Regions from separate parts of the Zea mays genome. Here region 2 is linked to region 1. A link is a contact called in public Hi-C data. All regions are on one chromosome and are shown on one strand. The core of a region is the stretch at or near the end of the contact, and the rest is flanking DNA. Distances in the headings are between cores, read along the strand shown.

Region 1 (7,089 bases), core at 3,844-6,343:
CAGACTACAGAGGGTGAGAGAGTTCGCCGGCGATCAAACTCTGGCGTTCTACTGACATTTGGTATCGGAGCCAAAGGTTGTTCCAGCCATGGTGCCAGCATCTCCGTTGAGGTCTGCCGGAAGCGACGACGACACTAACAAGCTAGAACGGAGGGGGGCGCGTTCGCCACAACGTCGCCACCCTCACCGTCCAAGTCGATAGCGTACCCGGGGCGTCGGGCGGCGCGAGCGGGTCATCGAGCGAGTAGTCGAGCGCGGCTCGAACTCCATCCAGTATCTGATGCTTTCGCGGACCAACTACCAGGAGTGGGCATTAGTCATGAAGGTGAACCTCTATGCTGCACAATACTATGATGCCATTGATCCCGGTGACTATGACGATCACATCGATCATCTCGCACTCGCAACGCTTCTACGAGGAGTACCATAGGAGCAGTGTTATCCTAAACGGCCGTTTAAACAGTTTACACGCCGTTTAAACGCTACTCAGTAGCTAACCGTGTTGGCCGTTTAATACGTTTAATCTCGTATAATCTGTTTTTTAGTCCGTTTAAACGCCCGTGTAGTCCGATTAAACGCTAAACAGAGGATGACCGACTGTTTACCGTTTAGGATAACACTGCGTATGAGATGTGGAGCTTGCTGGCGAAAAAGAAATCGGCCAGAGGCATGGGAGATAGTACAGACCATGCGGGTCGGCGTCGATCGTGTGCGAGAGGCGAACACACAACAGTTGTGACACGACTTCAACGCCATTGTCTTTAAGCCTGGTGAGTCCGTCTATGACTTTCCAGTACGACTGACCACACTCGCCGACAACCTACGCACACTCGGTGACAGCATCACAGACGTCGAACTCATCAAGAAACTTCTACAGGTTGTGTCGAAGAGGCTCAACTAGGCGGCCATCGCGCTGGATATGCTCCTCGATCTGAACAACACCCCGATCGACGAGGTCGTTGGGCATCTACAAGCATTCGAGCAGCGGATTTAGCCAGAAGCCAGGCAGGTCACGGACTCGCTTGAACGGCTAATGTTGTGCGATGAAGATTGGAAGGCACACCGCAAAACTCGGATCGAGCAGGAGCACGACGGTTCCAGCTCTGGCTCTGGCGCGTGCGGCAAGCGTCGAGACCACGGAGGTAGCGTGGCCACGGAAAAGGCGAATCCCCCAACGCCCCTCCATCAGGCTCCAGCAGGATTCACTTTGACGACAAGTCCCGCAAATACAACAAAACTGACCATTGGGCCAGTACTGCAAGTCCAAGGAGAAAGGGGAGGCGTACATGGCGAAAGCCAATGAGGAGGAACCGGCTCTCATGCTCTCCACGTTGGAGCTGGCCCCGATGGCCTCCATTTCCCTCCACCACCACTCCGACATCGCTCAGACAGCGTGGACAAAGTCACGTTGAACTGGAGGAGGCCAAGGTATTTCTCCACCTTGATGGGCCAGTCGAGAAGGACAACAGCCGTTGGGTCCTCGACATAGGCGCAACAAACCATATGACGGGTTCTCGGAGCGCGTTCGCTGAGCTCAATCCTGCCGTGTGTGGAACCGTGCGGTTCGGTGATGGATCACTGGTGAACATCGAAGGGCGTGGGACGGTACTATTCATGTGCAAGTTCAGCGAGCATCGCGCACTCACCGGGGCCTACTACATCCCGCATCTCACTGCCAACATCATTAGCATCAGGCAATTGGATGATGCGGGGAGCAAGGTCGACATCGAGCACGACATCCTTCGCCTGTTCGACCCAGACCGCCAACTTCTAACCAAAGTATGACGTGCCCCAAACCGCCTCTATTACCTCAACATCGACATCGCCCGGCTGGTGTGCCTAGCGGCGTGCGAAAGCGAGCATGCTTGGCGCTGGCACACGCGGTATGGCCACCTAAACTTCCAGGCACTTCGTCGGCTGTCCTCACAGTCTATGGTGCGTGGCCTACCTCCCATCGACCATGTGAACCAGCTCTGCGACGTGTGCCTAGCTGGAAAGCAAAAGAGGACGTCGTTCCCGCAGCAGTCTGCTCACCGCGCCAACGAACGCCTAGAGCTTGTCCATGGCGACATTTGTGGTCCCATTGAACCCACCACTCCGGGGGGGTAAGAGGTATTTTGTCCTATTGATAGATGACATGAGTCGCTATATGTGGCTCACCCTAATCGCGAGCAAGGATCAAGCTGCTGCTGCCATCAAGAAGTTCAAGGCCCACGCGGAATTGGAGAGCGGGCGAAAACTCAAGGTGCTGCGAACAGATCGCGAGGGTGAATTCACCTCGATCGAGTTCGGTGAGTACATGGCAGATCAAGGCGTCCATCGGCAATTGACAGCCCCTTACTCGCCTCAGCAAAATGGGGTTGTCGAACGCCGAAACCAGAGCGTGGTTTCCACCACAGCATGATAAGGCAAAGGGTGTTCTAGGGATGTTCTGGGGTGAAGTCGTGCATACCGCAGTATACCTCTTGAACCGCTCCTCGACGAAGGCACTGTCCTGGATGACCCCATATGAGGCCTAGCATGGTAAGCAGTCGTCTGTCCATCACCTGAGGACTTTCGGTTGTATTGGCCATGTCAAGAACGTACGTCCTTACCTAAAGAAGTTGTCTGATCGGTCCACGCCGATGGTGATGCTTGGCTACGAGGAAGGAAGCAAGGTGTATCGCTTGTTCGATCCAGTCAGTGAACGGCTACATGTATCGCGGGATGTCGTGTTTGATGAAAGCGCGAGCTGGTACTGGGATACTGCATCGACATCAGATGTTGTCTTCGACTCTTCGAACGGCTCAGCGTCGAGTCTCTGTCCATGCCCGTCAGAGGCAGGGAAAGGGAATCTGCACCGGCATCACCACAACATGCCACGCCTCCACAAGCCTCTCTGGTGCCGGCTACACCGTGCTCGGAGGTTCCACCGTCTCCGCAGGATGGCATCGAGTTCGCGTCCCCACGCTCGTTCGATAACACACTCGACGCAGATGTGGACGACGACGAACCCCAGCGCTACCACCTCGTCAACAATGTCATCAAGGATAGCTCTCCAACTAGGTATGCAACTCGGACACTATTCAACTTTGATGAGCTTCATGCAGTCACCGCCGAGGAACTAGGCTCGTTCAAGGAGGCAGAACGTGCCCCAGGATGGAAGCAAGCTATGAAAGAAGAAATGGACGCTATTATCGCCAATGGGACATGGAGTCTCATTGAGCTCCCCGTGCCATTGGTCTAAAGTGGGTCTATAAGGTGAAGCGGGACCAGCGGGGCGCCATTGTTTACCACAAAGCGCGCTTGGTGGCCAAGGGGTACGTCCAGCTCTATGGAGTGGACTTCGAGGTGTTCGCGCAAGTGGCGCGCCTCGAGTCCGTGCGACTGATGATCGCGATTGCTGCACACCGGAACTGGTCGATCCATCATATGGATGTGAAGTCGGCATTCCTGAATGGAGATCTCAAGGAGGAGGTGTTCGTCACTCAACCACCTGGCTTCGTCGACAAAAACTGCCCCGACAAGGTACTGCGCCTACACAAGGCGTTGTACGGTCTACGCCAAGCTCCTCATGCCTGGAACACCAAGCTGGATGCGACTCTACTCTCCCTCGGGTTCAGGCACAGCAAGAATAAACATGGTGTATACACGCGTGGCAAGGCGCAGAAACGCATGATTGTTGGCATTTATGACGATGATCTCATCATCACGAGCAGCGATGTTGATGAACTCATCATCTACTTCCTCGGCGATGGGCCAATCTCTTGGCAGTAATGCAAGCAGAAGGTGGTGGCCCTCTCGTCATGCGAAGCAGAGTACATTGTGGCGGCTACCACAACCTGCCAAAGCATTTGGTTGGCTCACCTCCTCGCCGATCTGCTCGATGTCAAGGCCATCGCACCAGTCCTTAGGGCTTACAACAAGTCCGCTATCTCCCTAATCAAGAACCCAGTGCATCACGACCGGACAAAGCATATAGATGTGAAGTACCACTACGTCCGGGAGTGTGCAGATCGAGGCCAAATTGATGTTCAGTTCATCGGGACAGTGGAGCAACTCGGTGACATCCTCACGAAGGCTCTTGGGCGCCGAGGAACTGCGCAGCAAAATCGGCCTCACAAAGTTACTCTCTTCCGGCAACATGACTTAGAAGGTGATTTGTTATATAAGTATGTTGCCAAATAATGGCCGGAATAGCTGGCAGGTTAGTTTTTTCATTTGTTATCCAGAGCGCATGCAATCTTCCCTGAAGTCCGCCATGCGAGTGTCGATCGCGGCACGTCCCAGCGGTTTGGATGGCACTCCGTGTACACGAACGTGCCGCCGTTTATTCTGGGCACGATGCCCCTATACTCCTTTGTTTTTATCGCAATCTATGCAATGGAAAACGCTGCCAGTTGACAACACCAAAACTTGCGTGAGTCTCCAGTTCATTGTGTTCACAGAGTACAGAGAGTGAGAGAGTTCGCCGGCGATCTAGTAATCTAGTGACACACCTATCACCAAATTTCATTAAGCGCCAAGCGCTAACTGGTCAATCATGCATTAAATAAGCCTTTGATAGCTATCAGATTTTGTGAAGCTATTTTGCTGCAATGAAGAGAAATGCATCCTTGTGTGAAATGTTCATCTAATTATAGAAACGGGCAAACATAGCTGTAGGCTTCTAGCAATAGGTTGGTCAAACGTTCCGCGAACAGAAAACTGTGCAGCCTGACAGATACAGCTACCAAGTTACGCAATACAACACATTAGAAGCCCACTGAAACGGACTCAGGAGCTCACTATGTTAAATTACTAATCAGAAAATCTAACCTCGATGACGTTCACTGATCAAGCTAAAAAACGTACAACACCGTTCGTGGAATTGACGAATTAGGGAGAGAGGAAGCAGGAGTTGGTTTACCGGAGGGAGCTGGGGAGCTGGCGACTTCCTTGACCTGCTCGAGAGAGGCAGAGGCCCTGAGAGAGCGGGTTCTTCGGCGTCGGAGCGAGCTGGGAGCACGCAGCAGGCACCTTCCGGAGGCGGCGAGGTGCACGGTGCTGGCCGGCGGCGGCGTGGAGCGTCGGGCGGAGGGGCCAGCGCGTAGGATGAGGGTCTGCGTCTGCATGGTGGCCGGTGGTGGAGGGGGTGCCGCGGCGGGTGGCTGCGGATGGGGTTGTGGGGTTTTGTAAGGCGGGCGGCGAGCGGGAGTCGGGAGTGGCGGTGGAGCCCCCGCGGATAGCGGCCACCGGCTACAGGTCTCGGGTGAGTGTGCCGCTGCAAGGGAAGCCACGTCGGCCGCCGGCGCCGAGTAAATTATTTATCGCCTTTTTCCATTTTATTTACCATGAGTATATGCATGGCATTCCTTCCATCGTTTATTATTTTCTCTCGAAAAAAAAAGAATATGTCTTTGCTAGTAAAAGAGAACGAGTACGGAGTTGTTGAGCATAATTGGTACTAGGAATGGCAATGGCTAACAAAACCTGAAACCCGATAGATTTTTACTCCATTAAAACTAGTTTGAGAACTCAATTTTTCCAACTTATTTTTTTTTCTAAGAAAAATTATTTTATTTTCCCTTAGAAAATAGAAATCCCTTAGAAAAATGAAGTTTCCGAACTAGCCTTTAAGGTACGGATTTGGCTCAATATTTATACACGAGTCTTATCGTTTTATTTTATAAACAAACAACAAACTTGTTATCTCCTCTATTTTCTTCCTAATTTTCATCAAATAAATGGTGAATGTATAAGTAGTTGGTGAGAGTGTTGCTTGATTGCTATTATTGTTTTTACTAGCGTTGTATATGTGGTGGATCGATAACTTAGTGCAAGGTCACTTGATTATACAACTTATTATTTGTATTTCATTCTCTCTTCTAATAATTTTTATACCAAATCATGAACTCGTTGTTCATCACATAAATTTTGGACTATGATCTTATTAATCATTATAATACTTATTGATTATGAGAAGAACTAGCATATTGGATGGGTACCCGCTAACCGATGGATACGGGTTTTGGCAAAATTTCAAACTCGTAACAGGTACGGATTTTTAATGAGTATAGATATTTTTCACGGATACGGGTTTGGGATGGCAAAACCCGGCGGGTTTGTACCCGTTGCCGTTCCTAGACGATCCAACCACATGGCATGGATGGTCCACGCTCTGTACGGTCCGCGATTAAATCAGATCAGGTGAGATATTCTATTTTTTTGTGTGTGTTTATCCAACTAATTACGTGGATTCTATTGGAGAATGCCTAGGTGGATCCAAACCTCCCCTCTATATATATAGAGGGGTACGATCGATTGCGCGCATCACCAATCGAACCAATCAATCATAATCTACTTTATTTCTTTGTCCTTCATCGCATTAGGATTAGGCGTAATTTAGACTTAGCTTAGCTTTATCCCAACCTTCAATCTTCATCCCTCTTCAACTCTATGTCGTCTAGGGACATCCCGAATGGCCTGTCGATCCTAGGACACCCCCTAGAACTCTCCTCCCTAACAGGATCCCTTCTGGGGGTGAGTTCTTGTAATACCCAAATTGTAATTTGTAAGAGATAATATAAAAGGAGAAACAATTTCACTTTATCTATGTGTGAGTTTGACCTTTTTGTACCATTACATGTAAACACCATATTTAAAACAAATAAATGACTAACAAAGGACACTACTAAATCATGCATCATGCTGGTTTCTCATTTTTGTGTGCATTTCGGTGACAATATAAAAATAAGGTGAAAAGAAATATATCAAAGTACAAAGTAGAATTTAAGATATAAAGGAAATTCAGGAATTTAGAAAAAAGAGAAGAAGGAAACAATATTATGTGAGTGAAACGAGTAATAAAAAATATATTATTTTTGTAGTGGATTTGAAGGTGTACATTGGACTCAAATGTGCAACTCCTAAAAGGATTCAAATTCAAATTTGGAATTTAAACTAGAAAGAAGACAAAATAGGAGAAAGGAAATAAAAAAGGGAAACCTTACTGGGCTCGAATCACCCATTTCGGCCCACTAGAGGAAATCACCCGCGCGGCCTAGTTAGCTCCCACGCGCACGATGCCCTGACGTGCGGGCCCTCCTACCATCGCGGGACCTTCCTTAT
Region 2 (6,569 bases), core at 546-3,045, 410 kb before region 1:
CTTCTGTCAAAATTAACCCCAAAAAAATCATGACCTTGGTATGTTGCTTGACGTGTAGAATACTCGCCAGATGGTAATCAACCCAAGCAGATATTGCAAGTGATTATACATCAAAAATGGTTGGGCATAACATAATTCACATAATGCAGATCAAAACTTGCTCATGGCTCAGAACTTGTAAGGCATTTGACATAGGTAGTGTTAATCAGTGGTAGACAAATAGCACAATAAATCATATAATTTTAAGGAATATTAATTTGGGACAATCAGAAATATGCCACTCAAATTTTCAAAATTAGATAGCTAGTTCATTCGGATGCCATGGGTAGTATCCAAATGAACTAGCTATCTAAGTTTGCAAAATTTGAGTGGCATATTTGAAGAAACCCCTATAAATTTAGTTAAATGAAAAGGCATCTGGTTTAGCTGTATCACTAGCTCACGGCTGAGAAATGAGCAGTGTGTGCACTACCAAAAGCGAAAGGGCCTCTAGCGTAATGGTTAAAACTTCCGACTAACACCCCTGGGTTCGATCCCCCTCGGGGCGAATTTGTGGCTTGGTTAAAAAAAATCCCCTCGCTATGTCCTACCGCTCCTGGGTTACGTCTGCGCGCCACCCTTCGGCTGGGCCGTTGCAGAGTGGGCAGTGATGGCCCGCTAGTGATGAGGGGCAGGGTTCGGGGATTTTCTCGACGGGGACCATATTTCGGTCTCTTCTTAATAGAATACCGGGAGGGTGGTCTTTCCCTCCCCGGTCGAGTGTGTACTGTCAAATCCCTGAAACAAACTGGTTCAGTGTATGCCACTAGACACAGAACTATCTGATGAGCTAGAACAAACACAGCAACAATTAAATGGGTTTTTATAACTGTGGAGGAGTAGGGTAGGAAACATAACAAAAGATATATGCACGAATGTGAGGGAGAAACATGGAAGACTTATCTAACATCCATCCACTCATGGAGTATGAAACACTTACTTCTTATTCCAACCCTACAAGAGAAGTGACAAAGAATTAGAGAACAGCAGAAATTGCCAGGTATATGCTGATTTATGTGAGAGTAAGATATATCTAAATGGTTAAGGTGTGAAGAAAGAATGAGGAAACAATGCGTTTAAGAATACTTGCACAATGGAGTGACCTAAGACTTACGAGATAATGGACAAAGTAGCGCCATTCATCTTCATGGTTTTCGATCCTTTGAACCTTGAGAAATGGGACAGAATATATAAAGTTCCGTTATCATTAAACTGAAGAAGCAAAGAAAGAAGAGAAGGAACATGCATAGATCAGATGGGATGTGAATGATAAAGCCTAAACCCTAACAGCTAGCATAGTGCACGCAGGGGGGCTGGGGTAGTGAATCTAATCGACCAACGGGTCCGGGGCCGATGGTATCCTAATTCCTAACCCTAACAAGGATTAAGGAACACAGCACAACACAAGCGTAACAAATGAGTGTATCTACCATTCAGTAAGAGGTCGTCCAGGAAGGGAAGGAAAGAAATAGCGAACCTTGGCCTCGTAGAGGAGGGGGCCGTGGTAGGCGAGGACCCTTTCGTTCTCCTTGAAGGATGGCCCCGACGAGTCCTTGCCTTTGATCTTGTCCTCCTTCTTCTTCTCCTCCTTGTCGCTGGCCCCGCCGCTCGTGTTGGTATTCGAGGAGCTGCCCATGGATTCGATGCGATTCAATTCGCGTCTCACCGGAGATGGAGGAGCGGGCTGGGAGAGGGCAGAGGCTGCGACAGCGCACAATCGGACAGCGGAGGGAGACGAGGACAAACAGACGGTAATAATTCCGGGCCAACGGGCCGTCTTTTTCGTGTACGGTGGAGAGACTCAGGTTTTGTTTGGTCAACTAAATGTAACTTGTTTAAATATCATATGAGTGTTCCAACGAGAATATATAATAATACGATAACTTATGTACAAATGTGTGTTATATTGTCAACTTTTGTATCATCATACATATTGTTGGGGCGAAGGCGAAGACGCCACCCTTCGCTCGATGTCTTCGTCAATCTCGCTGCACCAACGGAGACAAGACGACTGGCAGACTTACCCTTCGTCTCACGCGTCGCCGGACGAAGGCCTGTGACGAGGTCGTCCCATCTCGCGGCCTCGTCCAACATGGAGGCCCACGTGTGATCCGACCCATGTAACAGGCCCTGCGTGGCCGCTGCGCATTACGGGTCTAATTTGTAAAGGTCTCCCTGTAATTACAGTTTGTAACCCTGCTTTATGGAAATATTCCGGGGATAACCTAGGCGCCTGAGGGCACATGCGTCCTTAACTCAGGACGTTGGGCACTCAGATACCTATAAATACCCCCGCACAGTGCCCTTGAAATGCTAGATTAACAGAGCTTTTGTCATCTCGAATTGAAACCTTGTTTACGTTGCTCTCACTCCCCCGTTGGATCAACTTGCTCGGGAGAGCAAGTTCCAACATTTGGCGCCCACCGTTTGTGCTACGGAAAAACCACCCGCGATGGCACCCAACAGAGCTAGCTCGAAGGCTGACGAGGCTGCGAAGGCAGCACTGCTGGCCGAGAAAAATGGCAAGGCCCTCGTCGACACCACCCACCAAGAGGCCACCGAAGACGACGCTCTCAGCAAGCGGCAGCGCAACGAACAACCTACTCCCGAAGGCAGTCTTCGCACCTGCAGCTCTGGAGGACAACCGCAACTTCCCCCAGGCTTCGCTCCACCAGAGGGCGCGGACGTCATCGAGGACGGCGAAGTCATCGGCGTTTCAGCGGAAGAGCAGCTACAGCTGCGTGCCTTCGCATCAAGAACCGTAACCTCCAGAAGCGAAAAGAAATCCTTGAGGCCAAGCGCCAACGCGTGTCTGCACAAGCTAAGGTGCGACAGATGATACGCGACGAAGAGCAGAAAGCCCAGGAGCTCGAACAAGAGATCGCGCTCATGCAGCGCGAAGGCCACCTCGGCCTGCAACACGCCCCCCCCCCCTACAGCAGCGCGCACAAATCGAAGACATGTACTTCCCTCAGCACGGCCACGCCGTTGTTAGAAATATGCCCTAGAGATAATCATAGAGATGAGCATATTTCTTTGTATCCATGATATATATATTACTTAATTGAATATCCATGGAAGGCACCTTGTATTGATTAGCAATTATGTGAATTGTTTGTGAGATTCTTTACTTATATGGTTATTCTAAATGATGTCCCTAGTCAGAGTCGATGACTAGCACATGTATTAGTTGATGACTACATTTCACAAGTCATGAACATGGAGATGTTAAACTAATAATGTGGGCGCATGTATGACATGAGGCTGGACTGACCCAACGTGAGATATTGTAATATAGTTCTCTTCTTGCAACATGAATACTGTATCCTTAGACCTGAGATCGTCGCATGTTCTCAAGATGTGAATTGACTTACTTAGGGACTATCAAACGCTATCCCGTAACTGGGTAGTTATAAAGGTAGTTTTGGGTTTGTCAGGAAGCATGCTGTGAGGCATGGTCAGTCAAGATGGAATTTGTCCCTCTCTTTGTGAGAGAGATATCTCTGGGCCCCTCGAGTGATTGGATCAAGAAATGCATGGCCGTGCTAGGGTTAAGAGTTAACCATTCAAAGGATTCCAATTCACAGTATCGAGAAAGAGAGGTCAGCTTAGAGCCAGACCAAATATCGTGAGACAAAGGGAACAGCATGTACGTAATGTCGCAATGGTTCGTCTGATATGATCTTTACGTACACATAGGAGTTGACATGTCTTGCTAGAGGCCGCTGTCAATTATTGGGCCAAGTAAGAGTACTCGGGCTATGTCTATTTGTACGTGAACCTATAGGGTCACACACTTAAGGGGAAGGAAGCCTAATTCGGATTAGATCCGAAATTAGACTGGGCTTTAGGGTTAATGATGGGCCTCGGCGTCAGAAGCCCACCATAACGCCTATATAATGAGGGGCGGGGGCGCAGTTAAGTGATAACCTAATTCGCCACCTGCAAACCAGCAGCCGCCGCTCGCCTCTCGCCCTCGCCAAGCCGCCGTCGCGAACCTAGCAGTTCGGTACGCGGCGCTTCCTCCCTGTACGTGTGGATACCTCGGAGGTGCTGCATCTGGAGCACTTGGACGAACCGTGCGAGGACGTGAAGGACGCCGGCGACTGCACGGCACTGCTCGACGCGTTCGTCTACATCGAGACGTCTTCCGCTGCTCTGCGCGTCTAGTGGTAATCCCATGACCTATAACCGCAGTAGTTCTTGGTATTATGGGGTTGAAAATTTTGTTTTGCGCTAGTGTAGCCTCCCCGTATTCCTACAGTGGTATCAAAGGAGGTTCTGCGTAGTTTTAGGTCTGGATCTAGGTTCATGAGATGGACGGTTTGATTAGATCAATTGGTAATAAAGGGTTGAAGTAGATTACATCGGATATGACTGGAGAGATCAGTTCGTCCTTCTCTGTTGTATGCGCGACTTGCCCCTACCGGCTGGAATCACCATCGGGGCTAACTGCGAACACAACCAGCAGATTGACGTAACAGATCAACGTCATGAGTGTAATCTCCTTCGGGTCGAAAGTCTCGGATTTGGGTTGATTTGATCAACCGCATGAGATTTCCAGGACATCTTGTGATCGGTATGGCTATTGTGTATATGATGCATGTTAATAAATTATTCATGACCTGCGTGTCGTGACCAGGGCAATACGGCTGGAGCCACATGTATTGTCCAAATTTAATGTAATGACCTGCGTGTCAACATGTGATGATCCAAAGCGTATATGTAATTTGTTTACCAGCATACGTTAGATAGGTCTTGAAGGACTCATCACCTGGAGGATGGCATACCTATATCATGGAGATGGAGATCATCGTGATGGACAGATTATTGGAGATGGGGATCACCATGTGACAGCAAGCCATACCGAATCACAACTGTTGTGTGAATGCCATTCTTATTGTTCTACTTGTTTATATTGCATATATGTCCTTGTGTGCGATGTTATAAGTAGGACGATCCCTCATAAATGTTTAAGCTTTAATGCCTCTCCAAACCTTGCACTATCATAAGTCTTGTACAATTGGTGGTGGGTCTATGAAATTAGGGTGCCACCAGTTTTCCTTGACTAGATAGGTTTGTATCGGATACGAACTGCAGAAAGGGTTGGTTAACTTAAACAAAGTCAACTTAATGGTTAAGGACTTTGAGGCATAAGGTTGGGAGCCGAGACATAGAGATGTCACCCAACAACAGGAGTCATATATATGATATGATTAGCAAGGAGTTGCTTACCGATCTACCTTGTCTTCTAGCGGTGATGCTAAAGCTCACTAGTAGACTTGTTAGTTGTGGGTTCTGAATCACTAAGTATCAATCGAGGGATATTGATTTTAGTGGGAGTAGACTATTAAATGTTTAATATGATTTACTCTGTCATGGATATTTTTGTCTTAGTATTTTGCATTATTTTGTTGTAGATAAATGGCACCTAGCACACCAACATTTACTTTGCGATCGATTCTTGAAAAGGATAAGTTAAATGGAACAAACTATACGGATTGGATCCGTAACCTAAGAATTGTTCTCAGGGCTGAAAAAAAGGAAGACGTTCTAGACACCCCACTACCAGAGGATCCTGGTGAAAATGCAACTGCTGCAGCTAAAACTGCTTACAAGAAAGCAATGGATACTAATCTTGAAGTGAGTTGCCTAATGCTTGCTTGCATGGAGCCTGAGCTGCAGATGCAGTTTGAGACAAACCATGAGGTGCACGATATGATCGTGGCGCTCAAGGATATGTTCCAGACTCAGGCTAGGACTGAAAGGTTCAATGTGTCCAAAGCCTTTCTGGAATGCAAGCTAGCAGAAGGCGCAGCAGTTGGGCCACACGTAATCAAAATGGTTGGTTACAGTCAGAGGTTGGAGAAGCTAGGCTTCCCAATAAGCCAAGAGTTGGCCACTGACTTCATTTTGGCATCTCTTCCGCCCAGCTATGGAAACTTCATCACGAACTACCATATGCATGGGGCAGAGAGGGGCCTCAATGAACTATGTGGCATGCTGAAAACTGCAGAGGGGGACATAAAGAAAAGCGCTGGCAGCAGCGGCCATGTGATGGCGGTCCAAAACAAACCCAACTTTAAGAAGAAGGGTAAAACTCAAAAGAAGAAGGGCAAGGCAAAAGATACAGTATCCAAGCCAAATCAAAAGCCCAAGGCTGGACCAGCTGCAGATGCAGAGTGCTTTTATTGCAAAGAACTTGGTCACTGGAAAAGGAATTGCAAGCAGTACTTGGCCTCTATTAAGGATCGCGGCGGTAAGGGTACAGCCGCAGCAGGTACACTTGCTATTCACATTACAGAAATTTTTCTTGCTGATTCTTATATTAATTCTTGGGTATTTGATACCGGATCGGTTGCCCATATTTGCAATTCGATGCAGGGAATGATAAGAAGTAGAAGCGTGAAAAGAGGAGAAGTTGATTTCCGGGTAGGCAATAATGCAAGAGTTGCTGCGTTGGCCGTCGGGACGATGCAACTCCACCTCCCATCAGGATTTATTTTGGAGTTAAATAATTGTTATCTAGT

Evidence for each region. A called contact is a pair of places that touch in the nucleus more often than the background predicts.
Region 2: a contact with region 1 is called in a Hi-C map of ear, with 4 times the contacts expected there. The contact joins the promoter of LOC100282973 here to the promoter of LOC100857077 in region 1. A contact is called at or near these places in 9 of 25 Hi-C or Micro-C datasets (ear, endosperm, leaf and 3 more) and 1 of 3 datasets of contacts at active chromatin or transcription factors (leaf).

What each region holds. Positions count from the first base shown.
Region 1 is chr5:131,673,470-131,680,558 of Zm-B73-REFERENCE-NAM-5.0, reverse strand. It overlaps LOC100857077 (GTP-binding protein TypA), which reads right to left and starts at 5,093. Exons shown (of 14, transcript NM_001254931.1): 1 at 4,889-5,093. The coding sequence starts at 5,093.
Region 2 is chr5:132,076,233-132,082,801 of Zm-B73-REFERENCE-NAM-5.0, reverse strand. It overlaps LOC100282973, which reads right to left and starts at 1,795. Exons shown (of 11, transcript NM_001155877.1): 1 at 1,517-1,795; 2 at 1,154-1,207; 3 at 980-993. The coding sequence starts at 1,675.